Linked DNA regions of Pan troglodytes: region 2 is linked to region 1. The links are chromatin contacts, called in public Hi-C maps. All regions are on one chromosome and are shown on one strand. The core of a region is the stretch at or near the end of the contact, and the rest is flanking DNA. Distances in the headings are between cores, read along the strand shown. Region 1 holds the start of CD9 (CD9 molecule). Region 2 holds the start of VAMP1 (vesicle associated membrane protein 1).

The links. A called contact is a pair of places that touch in the nucleus more often than the background predicts.
Region 2: a contact with region 1 is called in a Hi-C map of stem cell-derived neural progenitor cells, with 4 times the contacts expected there. The contact joins the promoter of VAMP1 here to the promoter of CD9 in region 1. A contact is called at or near these places in 1 of 7 Hi-C or Micro-C datasets (stem cell-derived neural progenitor cells) and 1 of 1 datasets of contacts at active chromatin or transcription factors (stem cell-derived excitatory neurons).

What each region holds. Positions count from the first base shown.
Region 1 is chr10:13,376,239-13,382,242 of NHGRI_mPanTro3-v2.0_pri, forward strand. CD9 (CD9 molecule) reads left to right here and starts at 3,679. Exons shown (of 9, transcript XM_508947.8): 1 at 3,679-3,997; 2 at 4,302-4,483. The coding sequence starts at 4,418.
Region 2 is chr10:13,650,290-13,656,293 of NHGRI_mPanTro3-v2.0_pri, forward strand. It overlaps VAMP1 (vesicle associated membrane protein 1), which reads right to left and starts at 3,817. Exons shown (of 9, transcript XR_010147949.1): 1 at 3,254-3,817.

The DNA of each region.
Region 1 (6,004 bases), core at 2,429-4,928:
ACTGCCTGTAACAAATGCACTTTGGCCCAGAGGTTTATTGTGACATAGAATGTCAGGAGGAATGAAAGACACCTCCTGATCCAAAATGCTGTGAACCAAAAAGTATCTGAGACAGGTCTCAATCAATTTAGAAAGTTTATTTTGCCAAGGTTACAGATGGGCGCCCAGGAGGCAGATCTGTGCCTTCTGCAAAGATGATTTTGGGAGCTTCAATATTTAAAAGGCGGCTGGTGGGGAAAGAGGAAGAAAGTTTTTTTAAGGTGTGGGTAGGTAAGAAACAAACAGTTGCATTCTTTTGAGTCACTGATCATCCTCTCACTGAATGCACAATTTACATGGCAGAGGAGGGTAGAGAAATAAGTCACTTATGCCTTGTCTAGCACAGCGAATCTTCATTTTTACATTGGAGGAAACAATCAGATATGCATTTGTCTCAGGTGAGCAGAGGGATGACTTTGAGTTTTGTCCTTTGTTCTGTACCTGTGAAGATATGCTATCAATTTACATTGTCATGGTGAAATTCAACAGAACTGTTTTAGGGCAAATATCATAGGGTCCACCAGAAATTTCCTCATGGGCAAATTGTGAAAGAAGTGCATAGCTGCTTTTTTTTTTTTTTTTTTTTTTGAGACGGAGTCTGGCTGTGTCCCCCAGGCTGGAGGGCAGTGGCGCGATCTCGGCTCACTGCAAGCTCTGCCTCCCGGGTTCACGCCATTCTCCTGCCTCAGCCTCCTGAGTAGCTGGGACTACAGGTGCCCGCGACCACGCCCGGCTAATTTTTTTGTATTTTTAGTAGAGACGAGGTTTCACCGTGTTAGCCAGGATGGTCTTGATCTCCTGACCTCATGATCCTCCCGCGTCGGCCTCCTAAAGTGCGTGGATCACAGGTGTGAGTCACAGCGCCCAACAAGAAGTGCATAGCTTTTTTTTTTTTTTCTTTTTGAGACAGAGTCTCACTCTGTCACCAGGCTAGAGTGCTGTGGCGCGATCTCGGCTCACTGCAACCTCCAACTCCCTGGTTCAAGGGATTCTCCTGCCTCTGCCTCCCGAGTAGCTGGGATTATAGGTATGCGCCACCATGTCTGGCTAATTTTTGTATTTTTAGTAGAGATGCGGTTTCACTATGTTGGCCAGGATGGTCTCGATCTCCTGACCTCGTGATCCGCCCACCTTGGCCTCCCAAAGTGCTGGGATTACAGGCGTGAGCCACTGCGCCCGGCCGAGAAGTGCATAGCTTTTTAAAAAATCTTTGTAGCTATCTTATTTAGGAATGGGAGGCAGGTTTGCCTGTGGCAGTTCCCAGCTTGATTTTTTCCTTTGGCTTATTGATTTTGGGGTCCTAAGATTTATTTTCCTTTCACAATACTCTTGTACAGGTGAGGAGACTGAGGCCCAGAGAGGAGGCTGCCTGCCTAACATAGACCAAAGGGTCAGAACCAAGAGTAGAACTCAGACCCCCTCACTTCAGGCCCAATGCTCTCATCACATAAAAAGGATGCCTTGATTATACGAATGTGGCACTGAACTATATAGGCTGACCCCAATTCTTTCTTCAGTGTAAACAATAATAGGAATAGGAGCAACAGGCAGCGTTTCTGCAGCGCTTCTGTGGCAGGCAGGTTCTAAGGCCTCCCTGTGGATTTCCTCTGTCAACACTCACGTTTACCCTAATAAGTCATTTCTATTATAAACTTAAATATTTACTGAACTCCTCCCACCAGTAATTGTTAACTTGGGAGAAGGGGGAGATGCGATAAAATCTTTCTTTTCCTAAGACCTGTCTCCCAAGATAGATGGACGCAGGCCCAAAAGGGCACAACGGAACACTGACTGTTTTCCGGCCTCCTTCCCACCCTCCAGGGTGCTTCACACTCCTCCTCTGTGCTGGAATCATCCTGGACACTGGTTAGGATGTGTAAAGTCAAGCATCACCAAAATTCCTCTGCTTGTCCTCTTGGCATTAGGCTCAGTTTAGGCCCTGCCTCTCCTTCCTTGTCCTCCTTCCTCCCCATGTACCACTATCGGTTTCCCCAGTGCAGCCAGCTGCCCGCTTCTGTGTCTTTGCATATCCAGTTCCCTCTGCTTGGAATTCCCTCCTCCACATTGACTACTGACTCCACCTTCCCAAGTCAAGTCAGCTGCTGCAATGTCCCCTGCTCTGGGAAGCCTCCCGGACTCAGATTGACGTGGGGATGTGCCCTGTGCCCCTACTTGTTACTAGCTTCTGCTCTCTGCCTCTGATCTCTCCCTCCCCTTCCCGCCCTGACACCTCATGGGGTTTTGCCCTGCCTTCTCCAGCCTTTATCCCATTGCCCCGCCTTCATTCATTCTTCTCTCACCTGAACTACTCCACAGCCTCCTAGCAGATTTGCACCTGGTCCTCAGCTCAACTTTCATCTACCACTGCTCCCCTCATATTACCTGATTGTGTCTCCCCAAATACAACATCTCCATGTTCCACGCAATCCCCTAAAGCACTGAGCCAAGGACTGGAGATGCCAACAATGGTCCTGGTTCTCAAGGGGCTTCCTAACTGCCCCTCCGGCCTTCCCCCACCCAACTACCTAAAACACAGGCAGAGAACCTCTGAAAACACAGCAGATCCAACCGTTCCCCTGCTTGAACCTTTCGGTGGCCCCTAATGCTCAGAGTGCAAAGTCCAGGAGCACAAGGCTCTTTCTCACCTTCCCACAAACCACCCCGTGACTCCAGGCTCCAGCCCAGAGCCCAGACAGCCCCTGCCCCAGCCTTTGCCCAGGATTCTCCCTTGGCGGCAACTTTCCCTGTGGTTCTGCAGCATCATCTCCCAGTCTGGGTCAGAGGCCTCTCCTTAGCCTCTTAGCCCCCAAGCCTCTCCCCGTAACTGCACCTATCACCCTCAAACCATTGTCTGGCTGCCTGTCTCCTCCCACACTGGTCCCTGAGCAGAAACAAGGGCTAATCCACGTTTTTCAGCTCCTACCCCTAATGAAATACCCTAATAGATACTGAAAAATGTTTTTGAACCAATGAGACAAGTCTACTGATAATAAACAGGCAAATAACAGCAATGTGCTAACAGTGGCTGTTTCCGGTGAGCAGAATTTTGAGGTCTGTTCCTTTCACTTCTTGGTATTTCGGTTGGTTCTGTAATGACTGTATCTTGCTTTTGTAATCATAAAGGACAGTAAAGGAAACTTCATTTTGAAAATAATACAAAGGGATTCTGGGACTTCAAAAGAAGGGGACTCTCCTCGTCCACTCCAGAGAATCAGGAAAGGAGTGTTTAAAGATCCACAGAATTCCTACAAGTGACGTGGGGGGGACCAGCCAGCCAGGGCGCATGCCGGCCAGCGAGTGGGGTGGGCTCTGGGTCCGGGAGAAGTCAGATCAGTGCTCTGTACAGGGCCTTGAGGGCAAGACGAGGAATTTCGACTTAGGTCCTTGAATCTGGAGAGCCACAGAAAGTTTGTGAGCTCAGGAGAAGCGCTCCAAGCTCGGCATCTGGAGCAGTTCAAGGCAGCAGCGAGCAAGTCCAAAGACGCAGGAGGGAGGGTGGGGTGGAGGAGTAGAGAAAAAAGAGAAGCCCTCTACAAACCCTTTTTCCCTCTGGGGCAACTAAACCTCAAGTGCAGGAAGCGCTTGGGGACTGCCCAGCCCCCAGCTGTGTTATTATTCGGTGATAGGTACTTGCTAATTACTTCCAAAAGCCTCCCATCTGTCATCCCACCCAGACTGCGCGCTTCTAATTCCTCCTACCCCACATGCTGTGCCCAGTGAAAAGTATGGTCAGCGAGCGAAGGTTTGCAAGGAGACAGACGAGGGCGAAATTAAGCCAGGCGGCTTCCCTTTAAATCCTCGCAAAGCAGAAGGGCCCCTCACTCTGGCAGCAGGCCTTGGCCAAGGGGCCTTTAGCCCAGACGACCCGGGGAAGAGTCTCCCAAAGCAGAACGCCCGGTCCGGCGCCCAGACCAAACGCGGGGGAACCGGAAGGGCGAGGCCTCCACGCAAGTCCGCGGTAAAAGTGGCAGGGAGTGGCTGCCTGCAAAGACCCCAAGACGGCTGGAAGAAGGAGTGGGTGGCGGGTGGGGGTTAGGGCGACTAGGCGGGGAAACAGGGAGAGGGTCGGGCTCCGCGGGGCAGCTGGGGCCGGGGCTCGCCGGACCTGGGCGGGGGCGGGGGGCGGGGGGGGGGGTGCGGCCCGGGCGGGGCCGGTGGGGCGGGAGGCGTGGCCGGCGGGGGGAGTGGGGGCGGCTTTTCCCGGCACATGCGCACCGCAGCGGGTCGCGCGCCCTAAGGAGTGGCACTTTTTAAAAGTGCAGCCGGAGACCAGCCTACAGCCGCCTGCATCTGTGTCCAGCGCCAGGTCCCGCCAGTCCCAGCTGCGCGCGCCCCCCAGTCCCGCACCCGTTCGGCCCAGGCTAAGTTAGCCCTCACCATGCCGGTCAAAGGAGGCACCAAGTGCATCAAATACCTGCTGTTCGGATTTAACTTCATCTTCTGGGTGAGTGAGCGCGACTGCCGCGCGCTCCTCTCAGGGGCCACCTGTTCGCGGGCCCCGGACACTGGCCGCGGCTGCGAGTGCCGGCAGCTGGCACTGCCCGCACCGGGCAGGCACCGGGCGGGAAGAGAGAGCGCCCTGCGGCTGCCAGCTGGCTCCAAGGCCGGGTCCAGAGCCGGGCGGGACGGCCGCGACGGGCGCATTCGGGTGGGGGCTCATCACCGCCCAGCCGGCGTGGGGAGCCGGGCCCTCGTGAGATGAGGCGTGCGGGAGGGTCCTGAGCACTTGAGCTCGCCTAGGATTTGAGCTGGGGTGTGTGTCTGCTCCCAGCCCAAGCCCCTCCGAGTGCCAGAGGGGAAGGCAGGGAGAAGCGGAGCACCCCTCTTTGGGCCAAGGCCCTGGAGGACTGTGGCGAGCAGTATGGCTCGTGACCGGGTGGGGTCTCCCAGGTAGTAGGGGGCGCCAGGAAGGGAGGGTGCGGGCACGGCGAGAGCTCAGCCAAGAGCGGCTCTCACTTTTATGCAGGAGCGGCAGGGGTGCCTCGGCCGCGGGTCCGGCCCCGGGACCCAGTCCCTGAGAGTCGGGGGCCCCTCCACCCTTGAGGAGGAACCTCGCAGGCCCCCGTTCCCTCAGACTTTGATTCTGAGCCACCGTGAGAGCGCCAAACTCCCTGGTAGCTACCTGAAAGACTAGCTTGTCTTGATTTCTTTCAAGGACGATAAGTATCTTCACTGGAGAGAACTCAGAGTTCGGGAGAGGAGGGGGCAGATACCTATCTGCGCCTCTAGTGGGATGAGTCCTGTGTGTGCATTTCCGGGAGAGATCAGGTGCCAGCCAGCTGCCCGCCCAGGAGAGCCTTGGCCTTGCCCTCTCCCCTCCCCGCCAGCCCAGGCGGCCCACCCAAGGCCAGGCAGGGCGCAGAGCGGACGTTCATCTGGAGAGGCCAGCGGGGCCAGGAGCTCCAGGGACACCTGCTGCAGGCCACTCAGCCTCTACAAATGGGAAGGCTGAGAGGCGACAGAAACAAGAAATAGGAAACCCTTGTGTCCTTGTTTCTATAGCCACATTCCCTGCACACACATGACAATACTTGCCGCTCTGCAGGCAGGAAGAGAGTCTCTATGCCACTCTCAAGATAGATGGATGTAGAAACAGGTGCATGCCACCAGAGTCTTGTAACAAAAAAGTGCACTTGGCCAGGCACAGTGGCTCATGCCTGTAATCCCAGCACTTTGGGAGGCTGAGGCAGGAGGATCGCTTTCATCCAGGTTCAAGACCAGCCTGGGTAACATAGTGAGACCCCATCTCCACAAAAAATAAAAAATTAGCTGGACGTGTTGGCATGCACCTGTGGTCGCAGCTACTCAGGAGGCTGAGATGAGAGGATGGCATGAGCCTGGGAGGTCAAGGCTACAGTGAGTCATGATTGCACCACTGCACTTAGCCTGGGTGACCTAGTGAGCCCTGTCTCAAAAAAAGTAGAAAAGAAACAAATGCACTTATTCCCCCTGGAGCTGGTCACTG
Region 2 (6,004 bases), core at 2,567-5,066, 270 kb after region 1:
TGGAGGGCTCAGAAGAAGACAGGAAAATGCGGGAAAGTTTGGAACCTCCTAGAGACTTGTTGAATGGCTTTGACAAAAATGCTGTTAGTGATATGAACAATAAGGTCCAGGCTGAGGTGGTCTCAGATGGAGATGAGGAACTTGTTGGGAACTGAAGCAAAGGTGACTCTTGTTATGTTTTAGCAAAAAGACTGGCAGCATTTTGCCCCTGCCCTAGAAATTTGTGGAACTTTGAACTTGAGAGAGATAATTTAGGGTATCTGGCAGAAGAAAAGACGCAGTACTAAAGAAAAAAACCATTTTTTTGCGAAGAAATTCAAGGCAGCTGCAGAAATTTGCGTAAGTAGCAAGGAAGCTAGTGTTAGCCCCTAAGACCATGGGGAAAATGTCTCCAGGCCATGTCAGAAGCCTTCACAGCAGCCCCTCCCATCACAGGCCTGGAGGCCCAGGAGGAAAAAGTTATTTTGTGGGCCAGGCCCAGGGTCCCCATGCTGTGTGCAGCCTAGGGACTTAGTGCCCTGTGTCCCAGCCGCTCCCACTGTGGCTGAGAGGGGCCAATGCAGGGCTCGGGCCATGGCTTCAGAGGGTGGAAGCCCCAAGCCTTGGCAGCTTCCACATGGTGTTGAGCCTGCAGATGCACAGAAGGCAAGAACTGAGGTTCGGGAACCTCCGTCTAGACTTCAGAAGATGTATGGAAACGCCTGGATGTCCAGGCAAAAGTTTGCTGCAAGGGCAGGGCCCTCATGGAGAACCTCTGCTAGTGTAGTACAGAAGGGACATGTGGGGTTGGAGCCCCCACACAGAGTCCTCACTGCAACACTGCCTAGTGGAGCTATGAGAAAAAGGTCACCATTCTCCAGACCCCAGAATGGTAGATCCACTGGCAGCTTGCACCGTGCGCCTGGAAAAGCCACAGACACTCAATGCCAGTCCGTGAAGGGAGCCAGGAGGGAGGCTGTACACTGTAATGTCTGTCAGCTCATCCCTTTTTATATTCAAGTTATTGGTTATGGTTATTGGTTTATATGCCCAGTTATTGGTTATGCTTCACACAAGATGAGGAAATCAGGGCTGCCATAAGGGCAGCTTGGAAAATCACCAAAGGCAAAGTCTATGTAGGTGGAGTGAGTCAGGACTGTTTGTTTGCTTTGTTTTTGGCAGAGAAAATGGGGGTTTCACTTAGATAGAATCTGGGGCCCAAAGCAATTACATTAGTTATGGAAACTGTTCCAAGAGCATAGACAGGAAGCAAAAATGCTAGAAATTGTCCTCAATGTGCATGCATTATAGACATTCTGTCCCTTCCTTTTCTGGATTTGACAGAGTCTCAGATGACTCCCTTGGTTACTTACATCCCAAAGAGAGATCTTGGTTTACTGTACTATACACACAGAGAATGTTCTCTCATTCTGTACCACTCAAAGTTAGTGTGTGGTCTTCAAGACAAACTCCTCTCCATGTCCCAAAACACGGAGGCTAAACTCACCTCCTAAAGAATTCCCGGAAGTATAACCTAAGTCATGAGATGTTCTCGGCCAAGGAAGCACCCACAGGCAGGGGGGAGATCTCTCAAATTTGATGGAGAATAGAAATTACAGTAAGAACTCCTCAAACAGAAGCAGAATCTCACCAAACATACTTCACAGGAGCAGTCCAAGAGTAAATGCAACAAAAATGAAACCACAAAGTCACCTAAAAGGAAATTATTTGACTAATTACAATAGAACTAATACCCAGAAGCTCATTCTCCTTGATTAAGTGAATTTCTTTTAGTCTAAAAAGAAAGAGAATAACTCCTCAGAGAGGCTATGGTAGCAGATTACACCTGACTCATTCCCCATTTGAAGAATCACTTTTCCATTTCCCTCTAAGGTGCAAAGGAGGTAAAGCAAAGATAGACACAAAGTCATGGGAGCCACAAGACTCTTGTCCTGCCACTGAGCTAGCTAAGCAATCTAGCTCTCGACTTAAGGCAGAAAATTCAATGAGTAGGTAGCAGCCAGTGTTGGAAGCAGTCCAGGATGGTGGCACCAATGACAAGATTAAGGTCAGAGACCTCGTGATGCCCCGCTAGCCACCACGATTTTTCTGTTGCCTTCTGTTCATCCCACGTAGATACTATCTGGAAGCCCCCTCCCCAAAATGAAAACAACTGGAATTCTACGGCTTGCCCAAAATGCATAGAACACTCATATCTGGTTAAAACCATAGAGATCAAAAAGAAAAAGTGAAATGGCTATGAAGTATTTGCAAGGCCAATTTCACTTACTACTTGTTGGGAGTTGGAAACACTCAACAGTAAAATATCTAGGGATAATTACAACCCTTATGTAACACAAGTAAATCCTTCCCTTTTTTGTCACTTAGAGAAGCAACATAAATACATCTAGGACCAGGCCAGGGTAGTAATCAGAAAGAAAAATCTGTATTAGACATATTGAGGTCTTGACAGAGAAGTACTTCGTTTGTTTAGCCGTAGTTTTCCCTCAGGATCTTGCGAAGGGGGTGATGTTGAAGACTGCTGGAGACTAAACTGTGTGTGTTGGAGGAAAGGGGGAAAGCTCAGCTCTCCCTATTTCTCCTCCAACTATTTGGTAAGACTCGGTGATAGAAAAACATCTCCTATACGAATGGCCGTGGTATGAATAGCCGCTTGGGATGACAGGCCACTATCCCACTACCCCTTGAGTCTTTCTGAGCTGCTCACCTGGTGCCAGAGAACTGGCAGATAAGTTTCTGCAGCTTTGCTCACTGCCATGAGGGGGGCTAGACATCACACTTTGGGTGAGGGGTAAACAAGTCCAGAGATTGTAGGGCAACACAAGTTACCAACTGGCAGTTGCACCCATGACTGTCTTTCCTGAGGCGCTGAGTAGTGATTTAGCCAGATGACAGAAATACCTTTCGAGTCCCCTGCCCAGTTGTCTCCATCCACCACCCTCAGCCCCCGCCCTCTCCGAGTCTCCACTATACCAAAACCAGAATGAGGCGCCACTCAGACGAGAGGAGAGGGTGCAATGATTGTGGGACCCCTGCGCCCCTGCCCCGCCCGTGGGGTGCTAGCTGTGGCTGGTGCGAGAATGGGGTGCTGGCCCCCCTCCCTGGGGGTGGCCCGGTCCGGAGACGGCGCGCGGTGGTAGTTCCCCGCGTTGCTGCAGCTGCTGCATTGCGCCATTTTCCGTCCCGCAGAGTCGGGAGCTTGGGGCGAGAGTTGTCAAGGAGGTGCCGAGCCCCCACACCAGAGTCAACTCACATTTTTCTGACAGAGAGAGTGAGGGTCTGTTCCTCTCCGGAGGCTGCGGCGAGACACCCGGCGAGGGACGCTGCGGCTGAAGTGGACGGAACTGCCAAGCTCCGCCTCGCGCCGACCACCCCGCGGTCTAGCTGCGGTGGAACTTACTGCAGCTGCCGCGCCGGCCCCCGCCTTTATTAGTGCTGACCACGCCTCCCGGATAACGGTGACAACCCCGCGGCCCAATCCATGCCCAGGACGGTCGCCCAGCGCTACAGGCCTAGCCCGCCCCGCCCCTGCCAATTGCCAGTCACAACTCTCCTCTCATCCGACTCCGGAAAGGAGCGGTTGCTGTGAGGGTCCTTCAGTGATCAATGCGACCATAGTTTGCGCTCCAGTCTGGCGGAGGGACGGGGCGGGGTGGAGATGAGGTCTGTCCCTTCGGAGGGCGCTTCAGCAGTTTGTTAGGCATTTGTGGTGCCTCCCAACCAATCGCTGGGCAGTTACTGAAGACCGTGCCCGCCCCTGCCCCACCCCGCGCCGGGATTCGCGCATTCAGCTGGAGGCGGTGGCTTCCTGGTGCGCGCCCAGCCCTGGTGCCCTGCTCTGGCCCTCGCTCCGCACCACCGCCCCGCCTCTGACTAACGCTCTGAGAGGGTGCAGGAGCCTCGAGACACAGCCACAAACTCCCGGTGCCAGATACCGGATGCGGGGTTCCGTCCCAGCAAAGCAAGCACGAAGCTTTCGTTCATTCGTTTCTTTCAACATAGCCTTCCTAAATTGAACTCCCTCCCAAACCTGCTCCAGTCGAGGTTACCACATCGACTCAGTTGCCCAGACCAGAAACGTGGAAACCATCCTAGATTTCCTCCCCTTCACTTTTACCTCTCCCCCAGTAATCTGCCAAGTCGAGTTGATTTTTCCTTCTTGGCATTCCAGTGATTATCTCCCCTCTGCTCACTATTATCCCTTTCCTGGACTCCATCAGTTGGAAAATTCACCATTATTTTATGTCCCGCTAAGAAAAAAGGTTACAAGGCCGGGCGCAGTGGCTCACACCTGTAATCCCAGCACTTTGGGAGGCCGAGTCAGGCAGATTACCTGAGATCAGGAATTCGAGACCAGCCTGGCCAACATGGCGAAACCTCTGTCTCTACTAAAAATACAAAACAGCCAGGCGTGGTGGCGGGCGCCTGTAATCCCAGCTACTCGTGAGGCTGAGATAAGAGAATCGCTTGAACCCGGGAGCCGGCGGTTGCAGTGAGCCGAGATCACGCCACTGCACTCCAGCCTGGGCAACAGAGCAAGACCCTGTTTCAAAAAAAAAAGAAAAAAGGTTGCAAATTATCTGTGACAAATGCTTTCCTTACCACTTAGCATTTTTGTTTTACATGTATTGAAAATATGGGTTTATATACATACCGATTTCTATATTTCACTCTTGTGCATGCATAAAAAGGGAAATAGAAAACAATAACATGGTAACTATCCCTAAAACTTCACAGAGACTGATTGTTAATGATTCATTTTTTTGACTCAGTCTTGGATGTCCACGAATTTCCACGCAATGTAGTCCTCTGTGCATTTCATAAGGGCTTTGGTGATGCAGCATTTCCTAAGAGTGTTCCTCTCCAGGCTCTAGAGTTTTCTTCCAAGCCTCAGACACCCATTTGGCAAGCTTTGATGCTCATGAGCAGGTATGACAAATATAGTTTGACTGCTGTCTGACTAATAGCTAAAGTGAAACATCCCAATTAGAAGATATTGAAATGCAAAAAAACAAACAAGCACACACAAAAAAACCCAAGTGCCTCCTAAGATCAATGATACATCATTCTGCTTCCAGTCTTGCCATCCTTTACATCTATTCTCTAAAAAGTCCACCAAAGTTATCTATCCAAATGCCACAAGTCTTCTTAAGGAAACAATTGCACTTGGAAACATAATGCATTCATCATATGTGTTTATCCCATTCTCCTCCTGAAACCACATCAAAATGGCAAGTTAGGGGGAAAAATGACAATTTGGGAAAATTTGCAAAAAATTATAAGCCCCCAAAGACAAAAAGAATGGGGCCGGGCGTGGTGGCTCACTCCCATAGTCCCAGCTACTTGGGGGGCTGAGGCGGAAGGACAGCTTGAGCCCAGATGTTCCGGTTGCAGTGAGCCGAGATCACGCCACTGCCCTCCCACCTGGGTGACAAAATGAGACCCTATCTCCAAAAGAAAAGAAAAAGGGCCAGGCGCAGTAACTCACACCTGTAATCCCAGAAATGTGGGAGGCCAAGGAGGGCGGATCACTTGAAGCCAGGAGTTCAAGACCAACCTGGCTAACGCAGCAAAATCCCGTCTCTACTAAAAATACAAAAATTAGCTGGGCATGGACGCCTGTAGTCCCAGCTACTCGGGAGACTGAGGCAGGAGGATCACTTGAACCCGGGAGGCGGAGGCTGCAGTAAGCCGAGATCTTGCCACTGCAGTCCAACCTGGACAACAGAATGAGACTGTCTCAAAAAAAAAAAAGAAAGAAAGAAAGAAAGAAAGAAAGAAAGAAAGAAAGAAAGAAAGAAAGAAAGAGAAAAGAAAAAAAAAAGAAAAGAAAAAAGAATGGGAGGAAATATTTCTGGCAGCATGAATGCCTATTTATCCCCACCAACTTTCCCCTGAAAAAAAACTTAAAATCGGGGCCGGGCGCGGTGGCTCACGTTTGTAATCCCAGCACTTTGGGAGGCCGAGGCGGGCGGATCACGAGGTCAGGAGATCGAGACCATCC